Linked DNA regions of Mus musculus: region 1 is linked to region 2. The links are chromatin contacts, called in public promoter capture Hi-C maps. All regions are on one chromosome and are shown on one strand. The core of a region is the stretch at or near the end of the contact, and the rest is flanking DNA. Distances in the headings are between cores, read along the strand shown. Region 1 holds the start of Dnajc11 (DnaJ heat shock protein family (Hsp40) member C11). Region 2 overlaps Camta1 (calmodulin binding transcription activator 1).

Region 1 (7,299 bases), core at 1,646-4,145, 160 kb after region 2:
TCTTCCAGAGGTGCTGAGTTCAATTCCCAGCAACCACATGGTGGCTCACAACCGTCTATAATGGGAGCCGGTGCCCTCTTCTGGTGTGTCTGAAGACAGCTACAGTGTAGTCATATGCATACAATAATAAATAAAAACTTTTAAATAAATAAATAAATGGTCTGGAGAGCTGGCTCAGTGGTTAAGAGCACTGGCTGGCCTCACAGAGAACCCAGGTTGGTTCCCAGCAGTCACATGGTGACTTACAACCCTCTGTAACTCTCATTCCAGGAGATCTGGTACCTTCTCTGACATCCTCAGGCCCCAGGCATGCAGGTGGTGCACATACATACACGAATAAAAAGAAACCTCACACATAAAATAAATCTTCAAACATGCATCATGTGTGTATTAACCTAAGTTTTGCTTTGCCCCTAAACTACAGGTAGCTTTAGAAGGTGCCAGGCCCTGAACAATAGAGCCCTTTCAGCACTTTCTCTGGTTCCAGGAGCATGTTGGATGTGTGTTTTTTAACGTATAAATTTGTACAGCCCTTGGTTCTCATTATTTTGCCCATGGCACATCAGGGTTTTTTGGAGGGGAGAAAGGAAAACAACCAACCCTGGAAATACATCCATTCCCCCAGCTCTCCATTTGTCACAGACACTTTCCAAGGAAGTGCCGCACAAAATATCGTGGGCCCGAGAGAGGCCGGGCCCAGAGCATCCCTGAGTTGTTATTTATTTTGTCTGAGTGGTGATAAAAACCAGGCCATTCTCAATCACAGAAACACAGACCTGGGCGTCGGGAAACACGCCTCATGTTCCACTTACGTAACATCTACCAGCTGTGTTTCCTTTCCCAAGCAAAGGAGGTACTGCAAGGATTTCTCTGCCCAAGTGAGCACTGCAGGCCAGTTAATATCTACAAACCTAAGGAAAATTGAGACATCTCAACACTGTAGACACACACACACACACACACACACACACAGAGAGAGAGAGAGAGAGAGAGAGAGAGAGAGAGAGAGCCGCACCCCTTGCACGCGCATGAAATTTCAAAAACCAGAAAATGTCAGCAGGTAGTTTAGCCCTAACCACAGCTCTGCGAAGGAAGGGAGAGAAGAAAAGTCTATAAACCTGCAGGAGGAGAGCTGACGGGGCATGGCTGTGGATGCCGTCGTGTAGGGAGGCCTACCATGCTTTAACAAAATAATAAAAAGCTGCTAATTTACAACCTGGGTCAACAGCCTACTGCAGGCTGACTCCACACACCTAGATGTCTCCCGCCAAAAGATCCTAAGAGGAGTGAGCACCTTGGAAGGGACGTGACACAGGCCCAGATGGCGCACATCTGGCCAAGAATTAGGATGAGAAAGAAATCAACCTCTCCTATCTGCAGACAGGTGTCGGGGTCTCCCAGGATACCAGCTTATGACGGGCAAGCGGATGGCTGTGTGGAGGAACAACAAGGACCCCTGAGAAAAGACTCAGGTCATGTGAACCAACAGGTGGAGGGGCCTACGCTGCTGCCCACCACTTGATAACATAATTTCAAAGACACTTAAAATATTTAGATTATTGTAACCAAGACGTTTTTAATAAGGCACCAAACAGCAGGCACCAGGTTGAAATCAATTAGACTCCACTGCTAAATTATACAGGAGAAATTTCCAGCAGAATGGCTCTGAGGTAGGAACCACAGGTATATATGCACGCCAGACGCAATTAAGAACCAAATGGATATTGCCTCCTCATTTATGCGGCAGGGAAAAAAAAAAAAAAAAAAAAGGCCAGGTGCTCCTACATTCAGGGCAATGGTTAAGAAAAGACAAAACATGACAGAAACAGAAGATAAGGCAGCCTCTGTGGACCACAAAGGGTGTAGGTAACCACTTTGAAGGTTTCCTGAGCACACATAAGTCAGCAAGTGGGTCCACCAGCGGCTTCCCTTGTGGGTGGGCCCCGGGAGAGATGCGTGCCTGGGCTCAGGGTGGCTTTACAACAGACTCCAAAACAGGGGAAGGAGCTCAGCCATCCCGGGTTCGCCGCCACCCAGAACCTGGGCCATAAGGGTCTTATGAGTGTGGTGCGGCCCTGTTGAATACTAACCCTGCCCATACAGATACACACACACCACATAACCCCATCACTTTCACAGCCGTAAACACACACACAATATGTCCACTCACACCCACACCCCCACTCACACACATACACTGACCCACACTTGAACACACATTTATAAACACACATCCACAACCCCACACATACACCACAACCCCACTCACACCCCCACCACACTCTCACAAACCCCATACGTGCTCATACACACACACACACACACACACATATCCCACACTCTCACACATCCCACACTCTCATACACACACACCACACCCCCACTTAAACACACGGGACACCCCCACTCATACACCCCACCCCACTCATACCCTCATCACACTCTCACAAACCCCACACACGCTTACACACACACACACACACACACACACACTTACACACAACACTCTCACGTACACCTTACACCCTCATACACACATCCCATGCATCCACTCATACACAAACACCACACACTCGTACACACACACATGCTTGTGTACACACCCACACATGCTGGTACACACATACACAGGTTTCACACACACACACACACACACACACACACAGACTGCACACACACACACACACACACACACACACACACACACACACACACACACACGAGAGGCTGGTATACATATACACCTCCCAGCTTCCGGCCTCGGCCGCGCGGGGGCGCAGTGCGCAGGCGCGTCCCAAGGGCTGCTGTGCGGCTCCGGGCCGCCAGGGGCCGCTGTGACGTGGGCGGGAGGCGCGCGGGAAGCGCTACGCAGCGCCGGACCCTCTTAACCACGGCCTCGCCGGTTTGGCGGGGTGAAAGGTTGCGAAGATGGCGACGGCCTTGAGCGAGGAGGAGCTGGACAATGAAGACTATTACTCACTGCTGAACGTGCGCAGGGAGGTGAGGCCCGCGGCGTGGCGTCGGCGAGGCTGAGGCCCGGCTCGGTGGTTCTGGACGGTCGGACGGGCGGCTCTGGCCCCGCAGCCGCCCCGGCAAGGCCACGGCCCGGCCCGGAGGCCGCGTGACCCCGCCGCCGTGTGCGCCTGCCAGCCGTCGAGCTGCCCGCACCGCCGCGACCCTCGCGCCCCGGCGCGGGTCCAGCGTCTGCCTGGCGCTCCGCGACCCGTGCATGGCGTGCACCGTGCCCAGGCCTGGCCCGGACCCGGACCCACGTACTTGCCGGAAGGGGGACGAGGACCCCGGGGCAGCCGCTGCAGTGGGGAACCAGGTCCCACGCTTCCCCTACATACTCCTACCCTAGGCTAGAGGGTAGGGTCATCAGCCTGAGCCAGGAGCTGGGCGATCGCAGCCCTGGACAGCAAGGTCAAGGCCACAGGGAGCCTCTCCAGGGTTCGGTCGGACCCTCAATCGCTGGTGCTTCCGAAGCAGAGGCTACCCTCCCAGGCTGGCGTTCGTGTCCTCCTCCGATCCCTTGAGCCTTTGCCCAGAAATCAGAGAGCAAGACCTCTCCAGCCTCGACTCGGGGGCCGTGGATGAGCAAGAAGTGCTAGGCCAGAGACGCACCGGCGCTCTGACCGCACTTCAGCATCCAGTGCTTGCCAGTGGATTCACGCGGTCTCCTCGAGAATAAAAAGTCACCCTTGAGGTCCGCACTGTCTGGCACGTGTATACCTCGCATACGTTCTTGTTCTCTATGGCTAGTCCGCACTTGAGCTCCGTCAGAGAAGGGTTCCCGGAAAGGCTTCCAAGGTCAGGTCACGAAAGGCATTCGAGAGGTCTGTGGCTGCTGGGTCCAAGTTGTCAGTCCTTCCACACAAGTCCCAATCCTGTCTTTTAGGGTTTCTGGTAAAGATCAAAAGTAAGGGAATTGTGCTAGCCTCAGCAAAGCTAACCCAGTTGCCAGTAAAAGTTGGTCTGTGTGCTAATAACCAATATCTTTCTGAGTGTTTTCTGCACAGCCACCTGCTGAAAGAACTGACTCAGTGTCTCTTTAAATTGTGATAGGCGCTCTCATAACAATCCAGTATGAATGAGTATATATGTATGTATACATATATATGTGTGTGTGTGTACATACATATGTGTGTATATATGTATGTATACATATATACATGTGTATATATATATTCAATCCAGTAATTATAATCGAGGGAACAAACAGGTGCAATTCGTCCCTGGGCAGTCTAACTCCAGAAACCCAGCTCTTGAACTCTACTGCCTCAGTTTACCATTCCACATACAGCAAAGCTCTTTGTCTCTATACTGTGCCCTGTATCAGCCACTGCTTACCACAGAAACTCCTCCAGGAAACGTTTCCTGGACTTCCAGGTTAGCAGTTGAATGAAACTGTAGGTTTTCCCCTGAGTTGTTTTGTTTTTGTTTGTTTTTTTTCTGCCACAGGGCCTGACACAGTGTAGTGCTGGCAAGAACTCACTGTGTAGACCAGGCTAGCCTTGAACTCGCAGCGATCTGGCTGCCTCTGCCACTCAAATGCTAGGAATAAAGGCCAGAGGCACAAGGCCCAGACATTTCCTGGTTCTTGAAGAAGCAGAGTGGTAAAAGGAACCGACCTTTCTGAGATGGGTTTGCTGTTTTCTTTCCTTTTAAATCTCTGAGTTCTGACTAGTCTGGGTTGTTAGCAATTGAGCCGCCATTCTTTACCCATTTGCCAGAGCTACTGAACCTCTACCGGTCCAGGTGTTCAGGACATGTGAGCCCTCTGGGATTTCAGGGCCTTTCATTGCTATTGCACTGGGACAGGAGCCAAAGAAACACTTCTTTTAAAGGGATGTTTTACCTCTGCCAGTGAGTGCGGCACTCTCTGCATTTATAACTAGATGAAGTCCTCACCAGACAAGCCTCTGTCCTGAGTTGTTCTTGTCAACACATCCAGTGTTGAATGCCATCGTGTCTGCTTGCTGACTTTGTGGCTGCTGCTCCTACTGCAAAGAAAGCTTTGCAGATGATGACATTGGTGTTTGCTAGGTTTCTGTTTGCTTTGTATTTTCAAACCTGAAGTTGAAATAGCATGCTTTAGCCAGAGAACAAAACAGAAGAAATCTTCATTCATGTGAGCGGGTGGGTGTGCTTGTGTGTTTGTGTTGTGTGTCTGAGCAGCTGCTGCGTTTGCTGTCTGTTCTGACCCTGGTCGAGTTCCTGTGGGAATCCTGCTCTTCCCACCAGCACTCAGAAGCACCTTCAAAGGACATCTTCAGAATGGTCAGCCTTCCACCAGGTTCAGTCTCTTCCCTAGAAAAGTTGCAAGTGGAAGCAACTCTGCAGAACTAGGCCATTCTGATTGCGGGTTATAAGCACTGAGCTGGGCTGTAGCTCCGTCCATAGAATGTTTGTCTAACATGCATGAAACCATGATCCATATCAGGCCCTGCATTTACTGAATAAACTGGGCACAGTGCCACTTGGGAGTAGAAATAGGTTGGTTTAGACATTTAAGGTGTCCTCCGCTACACAAGTAGTTTGAGGTCAGCCTGGCCTACGTGAGACCACATCTCAAAAAGGTAAAGTAAAAAGTTAAATGCAGAAGAGAATTAAATAAATAAAGTAAGAAATGCCAGAAATCTCCTAAGAATCTCCCATCTCAGGTTTTAAGCTGCACAATATCACTCTGAATTTTTTGTGTCAGGGGGTAGCCAGGATCACAAAATCCTGCCATAAACAAAACCTGTGGCCCTGGTGAGGCCCCTTCTCCACTGCTGCGGAGCTTCTGTCTGTTGGTAGAGGGCCCTCACCCTCGGGTCAGTTACCGTTAGTGGAGCTCAGGAAACCAGCTTTGCTGTGTGGTTCGCCGTGTTAGATGTCTGTCTGTCAGGACTAAAATCAAACTCATCTGACTTCTGGGGTGATTTTTTTTCCAAACTATTTGAAGAAAGAATTCCTTGACAACAAATTAGCATTAGATTTATTGATTGTTGTCTTTTTATAGATTTTTTTTTCTTTTAGACTTGTTTGAGTGCTATGCATGAATGCAAATATATGCGCTGTATGCATTCCTATGAATAGTTGTGAGCTATTGGGAGGCGAGGAACTGAACCTCAGTCATGTGCAAGAACAGCAAGTGTGCTCAACTACTGAGCTATTTCTAAGGCCCTTTTTATAGAATTCTTTTTTTTTTTTTTTTTGGTTTTTCGAGACAGGGTTTCTCTGTGTAGCCCTGGCTGTCCTAGAACTCACTTTGTAAACCAGGCTGGCCTCGAATTCAGAAATCTGCCTGCCTCTGCCTCCCGAGTGCTAGGATTCCTAAATAATATGGTCTGGTTTCTTCTTTATCACTCTCATGTTACACCCTAAAGAATTTCTTTTAGCAGTGCATTCTGAAGCAGTAAACTTATCATGAGTTCAAGACCAGCCAGGTCTACATTAAAACAAAACAAACAAACACAAAACCCTGTCTAAAGAAACCTGACTGGTCCTCATGTAGTCTTTTGACCAGCCAACCTCTTTTTCAAGGCTGTTGGGAGGTTTGGGGTACTGATGTTTGTTTCTGTTTGTTCTATTTTGTGTCTGTCAATTGTGTCTGGTTCTCTGTGTGAAGGTCGGAGGACAGCTTGCGGGAGTTGGTTCTCACCTTCTGTGATGTAGGTTTCTCTTCAGGAGGTCAGTAAAGAGTCGGGTGATCCTCTGGAGTTTCTCATGGACACATGTTCCAAGTGGGACGTTTGTGGCAGTGACTGTGAGTCAGTGCTTGCCTTGGGTCGGGTAGGGCCGGGCCTGGCTGGCCACAACCAGAATTGACCAGGTAGCTACGTTCTTCTTGTTGGCCCTAAGCCAGGAGGCTCAGGGCCAGGAATTGCAGCCCATTCTGCCTGCACCTAGCCTGCAAGTTCTTAGCAGTGGAGATGCCAGTGCTAGAGAGAACGCGTGGCTTTTGTCCCGGGGCTGCTTCTGTTGGGAGGTGCGCTGCTAGCACTGCCCGTTTTCTTGTAATTACGCGTAGTGCTTATTGTATGTGTGTGGGGGCATCATGTAATTACATGTATGGGAGTCGGTTCTGTCCTTTCGTTGTGTGGGAACTCAGGGCAGCAAGCTTGGCAGCAAGCTCCTTTACCCACCAAGACAGCTTACATGCCAGTCTGGTTTTCTTTGACACAGAAGTGTAGCTAACAGGCTGGGTGTGGTAGTGCCTACCTTTAACTCCTGGACTCCAGAAACGGGCCAATAAGGGGGGCGGAGAGAGGGAGGGAGAAAATAAAATAAGCACTTACTGTAAGCTAGGGTTAT
Region 2 (7,899 bases), core at 2,838-5,337:
CTGCAGGTGTGGCCCGGCCCAGCTTACCCTTCATCTTCACTCTCTTCCATGCTCTTTCGCCCACACTGACTTCAGCCCTCAGCAGCTTCTAACTCGGATGCAGACTGCAGCGCATCAAACCAGGACCTGCCGGAGCCACCCCTCTCTTCCCAGCCCCCCTCCTTCCTGAAGAGCCTGGCTCTGAGGCCCTCCATCAGCAGCACCACTCACAGAACAACTTCCTATCACCGGGCTTTTAAAAACAGGTACTTTCTCTAGCTTGAGTTTATCACTGTTTAAAACGTTGTGCTAGTTAGCAGTAATTATGTAAATGCAAGCAGCCATTTCTATTTTTAAAAGGGAACCCCATTTAGCATTCTTACATCCTGAGATGTTTAAAATAGCTAGTCCAGTGGTGCCTTCGCTTTATTCAAACTGTTTGCGGGTTTAAATACAGGTTCAGCAGAAACCAAAGTAAGCCAAACATTTGCTTTCTATTAAATGTCTAAATCAGAGGATTAAAAAACAAACTACTTTACATTTGACAGAAAGCGGCCATCAAATCAGCACCATGGCAGCACACTGACTGCCAGACAGCAATGACATTGGAGAAAGAATCAATTTAGGAAAGGATGGATGGATTTCTTTAAACTCTTCAAAAAGGGAGAAAATACATTTGAGCAAATCTTTTAATTATAGCATCTTCCAAAGAACCTACAAAGCCTTTCTTCTTCCCAAACCTAATGCTTTTTAAAGGCAGCTTTGCCCCTTAATTCCACATGAAATATTCAGTACAGCATAATTAAATTTTATTCCATGCTATTTTTACTGGGTTCACTGAAATAGAGGGTGCCCGCATCTTTAAAACAAACTTCCCAGCAACTTAGCTTACACAATAAATAGCTGGTTCTCAAAACTAAACTTAAAATGCAAAACCTACTTTAAAGGCCCCTGCCACTGCAGGGCAGTCACGCAGGTACTGAAAAGACAGGCTCGATCCCACGTCCCACCAACCTTCACAGAAGCTACCAACCCAGCTGTTTCCCTGTCTTTGCCGCAGGCACCGGGCAGCTCATTTTTCGGTTTCTCTGTGGTGGGAAAGGTGGCAGAAGTGTAGCCAAGCACCACCTGCGGCTGAGAGACCTGTGGTTTCACTATTTGGATAACTAGTTCTTGGTAAGTGAGGAGTAGGCCTGATGGTTTGGAATTTTTATACAAACTGAAATCATAATCACTCTTGCAGTTAGGATCAGTAAGTGGGTTACGGAGTCCAACACAAGAGACGGGGAAGTGCTAAGTACCTCAAACAGTAGACAGGACAGCTCATTCTGCCAAAGTAGCCAAGCACTATGGCCATTCATGTGGGCTCAAGAGAAAAATAATTCACGGTGATGTAAAACTCCACTAGGAACAACATCTTCACCCTGGATTTTGCCAACCTGAGATTGCCTCTGCTGACAGGATTACAGAGTTCAAGGTTTATGGATCACAGCCAGACTGTCCGATGTTTTACAAAGAGGGCAAGCAAACCGACAACCACGATTTGCACAACAGACACTAGAAATTTTAAGGACAGCCACCAGAAAAGAGGCTCGGGACAGCTCTCCTGAACCTCTGGTGCCAGACTACAACAGACAACAGTTCAGACATGTTTTCGGCTTTAATGAAGCTGTTGGGCTTTCAGAGGCTCAAAACTTATCTCAATCCGTTCGTCTTTGCAGAGTCACCTTTACTAACAACCGAAAAGGTCCTCATGGCACACATCTGTAGCACTCCGGAGGCAGTGGCAGGAAGAACTCTGAGTTCAAGGCCTGGTCTACACGGTGAGTTTCCAAGACAGCCGGGGTACAAAGACACGCTCTCAAAATAAACATACAAGGTGGCACTCAGGAAGAGAAGGGAGGGGATCAGAAACGAAAGACTGTCCTCGGCTATACTGCAGCTAGAAAACCAGCTGGAGTCAAGTCTCAAAGGGGCAGAAGGGGAAAGCAGCAGATGCTACCTACCAAACTCACCAAAGTGGCTGATGCTTGAAGCCTAGAGCGCTGTTACCACAACCACCAGTGCAGGGGACTCAGCTCAGCTGCTCTGAGAAATGGACATGAACCAAAAGCAAAGACGAGCAAGGTACACGACCACCGCTATTTAACTTTCATAGGACAGGAATGGGTATTATCTAATATACAGCCACCTCCGTCACACACGCCAACGTCTTCTCTGAAGACGCTCTGCTGTTTCCATCCACAGTCCGACGTTTCTGTAAGGCATTCTGCTATCTTCTCAAGAACTTGCCCTTACCGAGGATCTCTTTCAAATAGCTCAGCGGCACTTAGAAAAAAATGCTGCACATCTCTCTGCCGCCAAGGTTTATCTGCAGCACAGCATGCACCCAGAGCGCAGTCACTAAGCCTCACAGAAGCAGTCCCAGTTACTCGGGAGCCATTATGGTGCCAATGTAGTCAAGGCAGTCATCACTTACAGATGAGCCCATGCTGCCTGAGCCCTGGTTTCTTCAGGCCTAACAATGTCAACTCCAGAACAGCTGATAAAGGTCTAGAAGAAGGGAACTGTCTACGGGGTATCAAAGAATTATTATGCATGAACAGCCCGATGTCAGCACAAGTCCTCTCAGTGCAGAGGACAGCAGCCTTTTCAAACGGGCATGTTACAGGAGCTGTGTGCTAGAGGTGCTGGGCTGCTTGCAGAATGGTTAGGACCAGGGTCTGTGTTCTCACTGGGACCCTCCACTAGATCAACCCTTGATCCTCTTACATCATCTAGCTCATGAAAAAGGGACAGTGTTCTCCCTTCTCATCCTCAGCATAAAGAAGCAAGGTGACAAGTGTCTGGCATGTCACTTTCTTTTTTTTTTTTTTTTTTTTTTTTTTTTTTTTTTAAGATTTATTTATTTATTATATGTAAGTACACTGTAGCTGTCTTCAGACACTCCAGAAGAGGGAGTCAGATCTTGTTACGGATGGTTGTTAGCCACCATGTGGTTGCTGGGATTTGAACTCTGGACCTTCGGAAGAGCAGTCAGGTGCTCTAACCCACTGAGCCATCTCACCAGCCCGGCATGTCACTTTCTTAAACTGAAGTACATGAACCTCAAGGAGCTTCCGTGTATTTCAATAACTGTACTTAACAGTAGCTGGCAGACTAGATGAAGATGTGCGTTAGAGGGGTCTGAACTGGAGTTCTGCCGTTCTAAAGGAACATCTGGGGATCCCTTACTCACTGTGAAAGCAGACAGACAGACAGACAGACAGTAGTACATTGTCTTCAGTCTAAGTGTATGAGAAGCAGCTACGAGATTACAAAACTGCAGAGCTGAAACACAATGCCATGGACTGCCCCCTCTCTCTCTTCAGGCTGCACACAGCGGTAAGTATACAAATAGGGAGAATACTTACACATTATGATGCTGGAAAAGCGCAGAAAGTGTTTCTAACATCAAATAGCCAGAGACATGGAACGAAGCCAAAACAGAAGGTGGTCTGGGACAAGTGCCAGGTCTACCTGCAGTGGAAACTCACATACTGAAGGCAAACATTTCAGTCTTCAGCAAAATGCTAAGTGGACACCTACACCCGATTTGATCCAGGTGCATTGATTATAAAGACACTCTTCAAGAAAACCCGGCAGTATCAAAGCAGTATGTGTAAACTCAGTCTCATCTTTGTAACTTTGTTGTTAAATTATGAAGCTAACCCAAAATAAAGGTGGCTTTTTTTTCTTTTCTTTCTTTCTTTCTTTCTTTTTTTTTTTTTTTTTTTTTTTTTTTTATGTACCAAAGGCAGGGCTTGCTGTTAAGCAGAGGAAACACGACTTTCTTTTAGCAGCCATCCAGGAAGGTTCATCTGTCGTTGGCCCTTGAGCTCATCTTTTACCTTCATTCTCTTCAGGGTCTCACACACAGGCTAGGCTCCCTCCCTACTTCACAATGGCCACATAAGGCAGAGCCATGTCCCCAGGCCCTAAAGCTGTAGAGCTAGAGACAGATTCAGTGTCTGCTTTACCTGATGCCAAAATCCAAAGTACTAGAATCTGGCCAGGGTACCTCGGAGGGAAAGCTGGCTACAGAGAACACCAGGGAGCACATAAGGTCATCAAGACCTACCTACCCACTGAGTTGGGGCCAAGCTGTGCCTGTAAATCACACAAAGCTAGCAGGCAGGACCTTTTCTTAATCCAGGAACTGACAGCAATGCCCCATCTCAAAAAGGCAGAGTAAGGAATGCATCTGAAATCATTTCATAGATCCCCCTGGGAAATCTAAATGGCAGCAAGCCCATCTGAGAAGCCCCCCACTCAGAGCACTGCTTTCAACTTGACTGAAGCTGTTGCTAAGTCAACCCCATGGCCCAGGCTTAGTGGAGTAACTAACTGGCAGGCATGAAACACAAGAAAAAAGACAAAATTCAAGTGGGTGTAAATCAGCAACCAAGGGGCCTTCAAAATCACAAGGAAAGGCTGGCAAAAATCTCCATGTAAAGTGACTCCTCTTTAAAGGCTCCTGGGTCAAAGTTCCTCTGCCTGATGTCCTCTGTGTACCAGCAGAGGGCACTAACTCATGCAATCACTCTTGAAAAGCTTATGATATGTAATACAAACTACAGGAACACTGAATGAGAACTAGACTTTAAATGGATGACGTGCTAAATATGCGATTTTAACCGTGACTTAAAACAATCCGTTTCACTGAACCCCATAAAACTTAAAGGTACACACACATACACACAGCAGAAGCATATATATGTATGTAAACAACAGCAAGCCAATCAGATCTTTAGAGTGATAAAAAGACATTTCAAACTAAAAGCAGACATGAAGAACTTGACTTCTCTTCCATCTTTGGCCTGAGCGATCTGTAACCTGGTCCACCTCTGCCAGCTCCTTTCACATAGGCACACAACAGGAACACCAACCAAGAAAGACTAGTTGATTTCTTAATATAAGAAGCCGTGCTTGATGAATCAGGAAGGAGACGTTGACTGTAACAAAGTCATAGTGCACTTTATTAAGCGGAGCTTCAACCCCTCTAAGAATAAAGAGCATGCAGTTGTGTTCACTATGTCCTGGGTTGCTGTTCCAAGCAAGTTACCACACCCTTACCAGGATTACCACGTGTTACCCTGCACCAGGATTTACTCACGCACACAATTCTGAGGGGTCTGTGAGCTCTGCCTCGTTAGCCACTTCCTGCAATTACATTCTCAGCTCAAAACCTATACTTCTTCATGCGCTTCCACCGGAGGGAAAGGCCACTCAGTGACATGCCTGGTGCAGGCAGCACCACTACCACAGCTTTACCCTCTGGGTTTGTTGTGTGACACACAAAGGTTTGGACTTCGTGTTCCTTAAAAATGGCTATGTCTGGTTTGATCGAAGCTATTAGACACTTCCCAAGTGAGGACAACTTGGGTTTGATTGGCTCTTTGTCCTGGTTTTAGTGGACTGCTTCTGTGTGTAATAAGCAAAGTTTACAATTGAGATGCACAAAGCTGACAGGTGAAATGCACTACCCTGGAGAAGTTTGACGCTGCAGACTTGTCATCAGAAGGCACCATCACTACAGACTCACCTTGAGATAATGGCCCACATCACAGTCTTTGTTACAAAACAAAAACTAAAGAGTTGCAGGAGTGACCACCGAGAATACACAAAGGGCAAAGATGGAGAGTGAAGGCTGCTGGGCCAGGACTTTTGTTGTCATTCTCTATATGTGGACTTGCAAGCATAACAACTGGCCCATGAGTGCTCTGGGCAACATAGGAATACCACAGAGTACACCTATCCCATACACTAAGCCAGTCCTGGGACCACGAAGTCCTAAACTCTCATGAGGCAGCTACTGATGGCCAAGATGTCGTTCCCTCCAGCCCCACTTGTCCTGGCTAACACCTGCTCACTAGACAGCGCGTGGGCACTGGGATTACTGGGTAACTGAAGAACTGGGCACTGGGAACTGTCAGTCACTGCGATCACTGGGTAACTGAAGACTACTCAGGGCCTCTGCTGGCTTTTCCATGTCCCTGGACTCTCCTCAGTGACGGTGATACTACGCCACGCCAGTGCAGTGACTCACATTCCATCTGTCTGCTGCTGCACCATAAACACCACACTCACAGTGGCTCTGCGATTCATGATCCCATCATCTTGGATACTCTGGCTTCTCGTCCCTCCCTGAACTAGCTGCAAAACAAGACTTCCTACATGGTAATTTTCAATGGCATACAGCCCATAACAGCAAGTTAAAGACTGAGAAAAACGCAACACTAGTGGCCCACTCGTTCACTGAACAGCATTTATTGATGTAACAGGAGCTGCCTGTATGCTGGCGACAGAGACAGCAACAGGCCCTGCTCTCACGGAGCTTCCATTCTTTGGGAGGCAGTAATCAACACATAAACAGGTCATTGCTGTGGTAATAAGAAAGGGAAGTTTGCTGGGGGGAACAGGGGCACAGGGAATACATGGTGCAGGCCACTCCCCAAGGTAAGTGGCTGCTGTACTCTTTCACAGTCACTCTGGATGAAGTTTAATAGGTCACTCAAATCTCTTTCATTCTTAGTAACATTCAGTTCATGTAAACTTGGGGTTTAAAGTACAGTTAACTCACTAACAGAACTGTCCTGAGACAATCAGGAGCTGGCAGGGCAGCGCGCTCCCCCTATGCGCTCTGCTGGCTTCCGCCCCATGTGTCAGCCCTCAGGGCTCCAGCTCTGTGGGCCCCTCTTCTTGCTGCGCCCATGAACAAGTGTGTGCTGAGAGCCTGAAATAAACAGGTGTGAAATGGGTCAAGACCGTCGCTTCTATTTCTGTTTTTAACTGAAGAAAATGTGCCCCACTTCCAGAGGCAGAGAAAGAAGAGAACATGGGAATAAAGGCCAACTAAAGTATATTTTATACACACATGAGTGTGTACATGTACATGTGTCTCTACCCCACACATGACCTATTTCCCTAAGGTAAGTCAAAATTGGGCCTTATGTAAATATCTTTTTGACAATGTTACAGTATAACTTTTATTAAACTATAACTCTGAGAGACCACAAAACTTTTAAAAAATCAAATTAGAAGTTAAAAGTTAAAAAAAAATCAAGGTCCAAGCTCAATTAACACTAATTTTACAGACGGTTCTTACTCTGCATATTCAGCACACTCCTGGAGTTTTTGTGTTTTTCTGACATGGCGTCCCAGGGGAGCCGTTAGGCACAATGAGCTCTCTAATTCAGATTAACATGTCTAAGTACATACTGATAGAGCAGGCGACACCTTGAGAGTGTGCTAGAGTGTGTCTGTGATGCACAGCACTGAGAAGGCCGGCTTAACTCCCAGCACCTCCAGCTCAGCACCACAGGCCAGTTTCCCAGATTCGAAAAATATAGTATTTCTAAGGGATGCTGAAGGCTTAAGTCAAGGACACTTTTTAATCAATGTAAGGTCTTAACAAGCTGCCAGAGACTTCCACTGTGACCCTGAATCTACCACAGAGCACGAAAGTGCAGGAGGGAAGCCAGCGGCCCATGCCTCCCTTGCTTAGGAGTGGGCAGCACTGAGCGGCAGACAGCGAAGGGGAGAGCATTAGGCTTGCTAGTCACAGACATGGGAGTGAAAGGTGCGGGCATGGCTGCCTCTCAGCCCTCACATCAGCACACTGTACGCAGGACAGTGTTGGACAGTGTCGTTCAGGGCTTGAGGGGAGTCCAAGGACCACAGTTCCAGGCTCTGCTAAGTGTACCATGGGCCTGAGTATGAAGAGGATCCATGGCCGTCTGCAGATCAAAGGCCTCATGCCCGAAACCCAGGTGTTATTCAACTAAGTGAGCAACTCGAGCTATCAGGATAAATTGAAGATTTCAGCATAAATCGCATGTACATATACTGTGACATCTCTGTGTCAAACAGCAGCTTCTG

The links. Promoter capture Hi-C pulls out the DNA fragments that hold promoters and counts their contacts.
Region 1: a contact with region 2 is called in a promoter capture Hi-C map of liver, with 4 times the contacts expected there. The contact joins the promoter of Dnajc11 here to the enhancer-like site in region 2. A contact is called at or near these places in 2 of 39 promoter capture datasets (the 3T3-L1 cell line and liver), 7 of 484 Hi-C or Micro-C datasets (cardiomyocytes, cerebellar granule neurons, embryonic fibroblasts and 4 more), 1 of 115 datasets of contacts at active chromatin or transcription factors (bone marrow-derived macrophages) and 1 of 9 other capture datasets (pancreatic islet).

Annotation. Positions count from the first base shown.
Region 1 is chr4:151,930,825-151,938,123 of GRCm38.p6, forward strand. Dnajc11 (DnaJ heat shock protein family (Hsp40) member C11) reads left to right here and starts at 2,896. Exons shown (of 16, transcript NM_172704.3): 1 at 2,896-3,000. The coding sequence starts at 2,929.
Region 2 is chr4:151,774,179-151,782,077 of GRCm38.p6, forward strand. The region is part of intron 3 of Camta1 (calmodulin binding transcription activator 1); the gene reads right to left. Among named protein-coding and RNA genes, the nearest start is that of Gm52710, 42 kb to the left of the region's middle. Within about 2 kb of position 4,088, at least 3 of the 459 cell types and tissues checked have an H3K27ac peak or open chromatin away from gene starts, as enhancers often do. A contact at or near this core is called in liver, where this site is marked.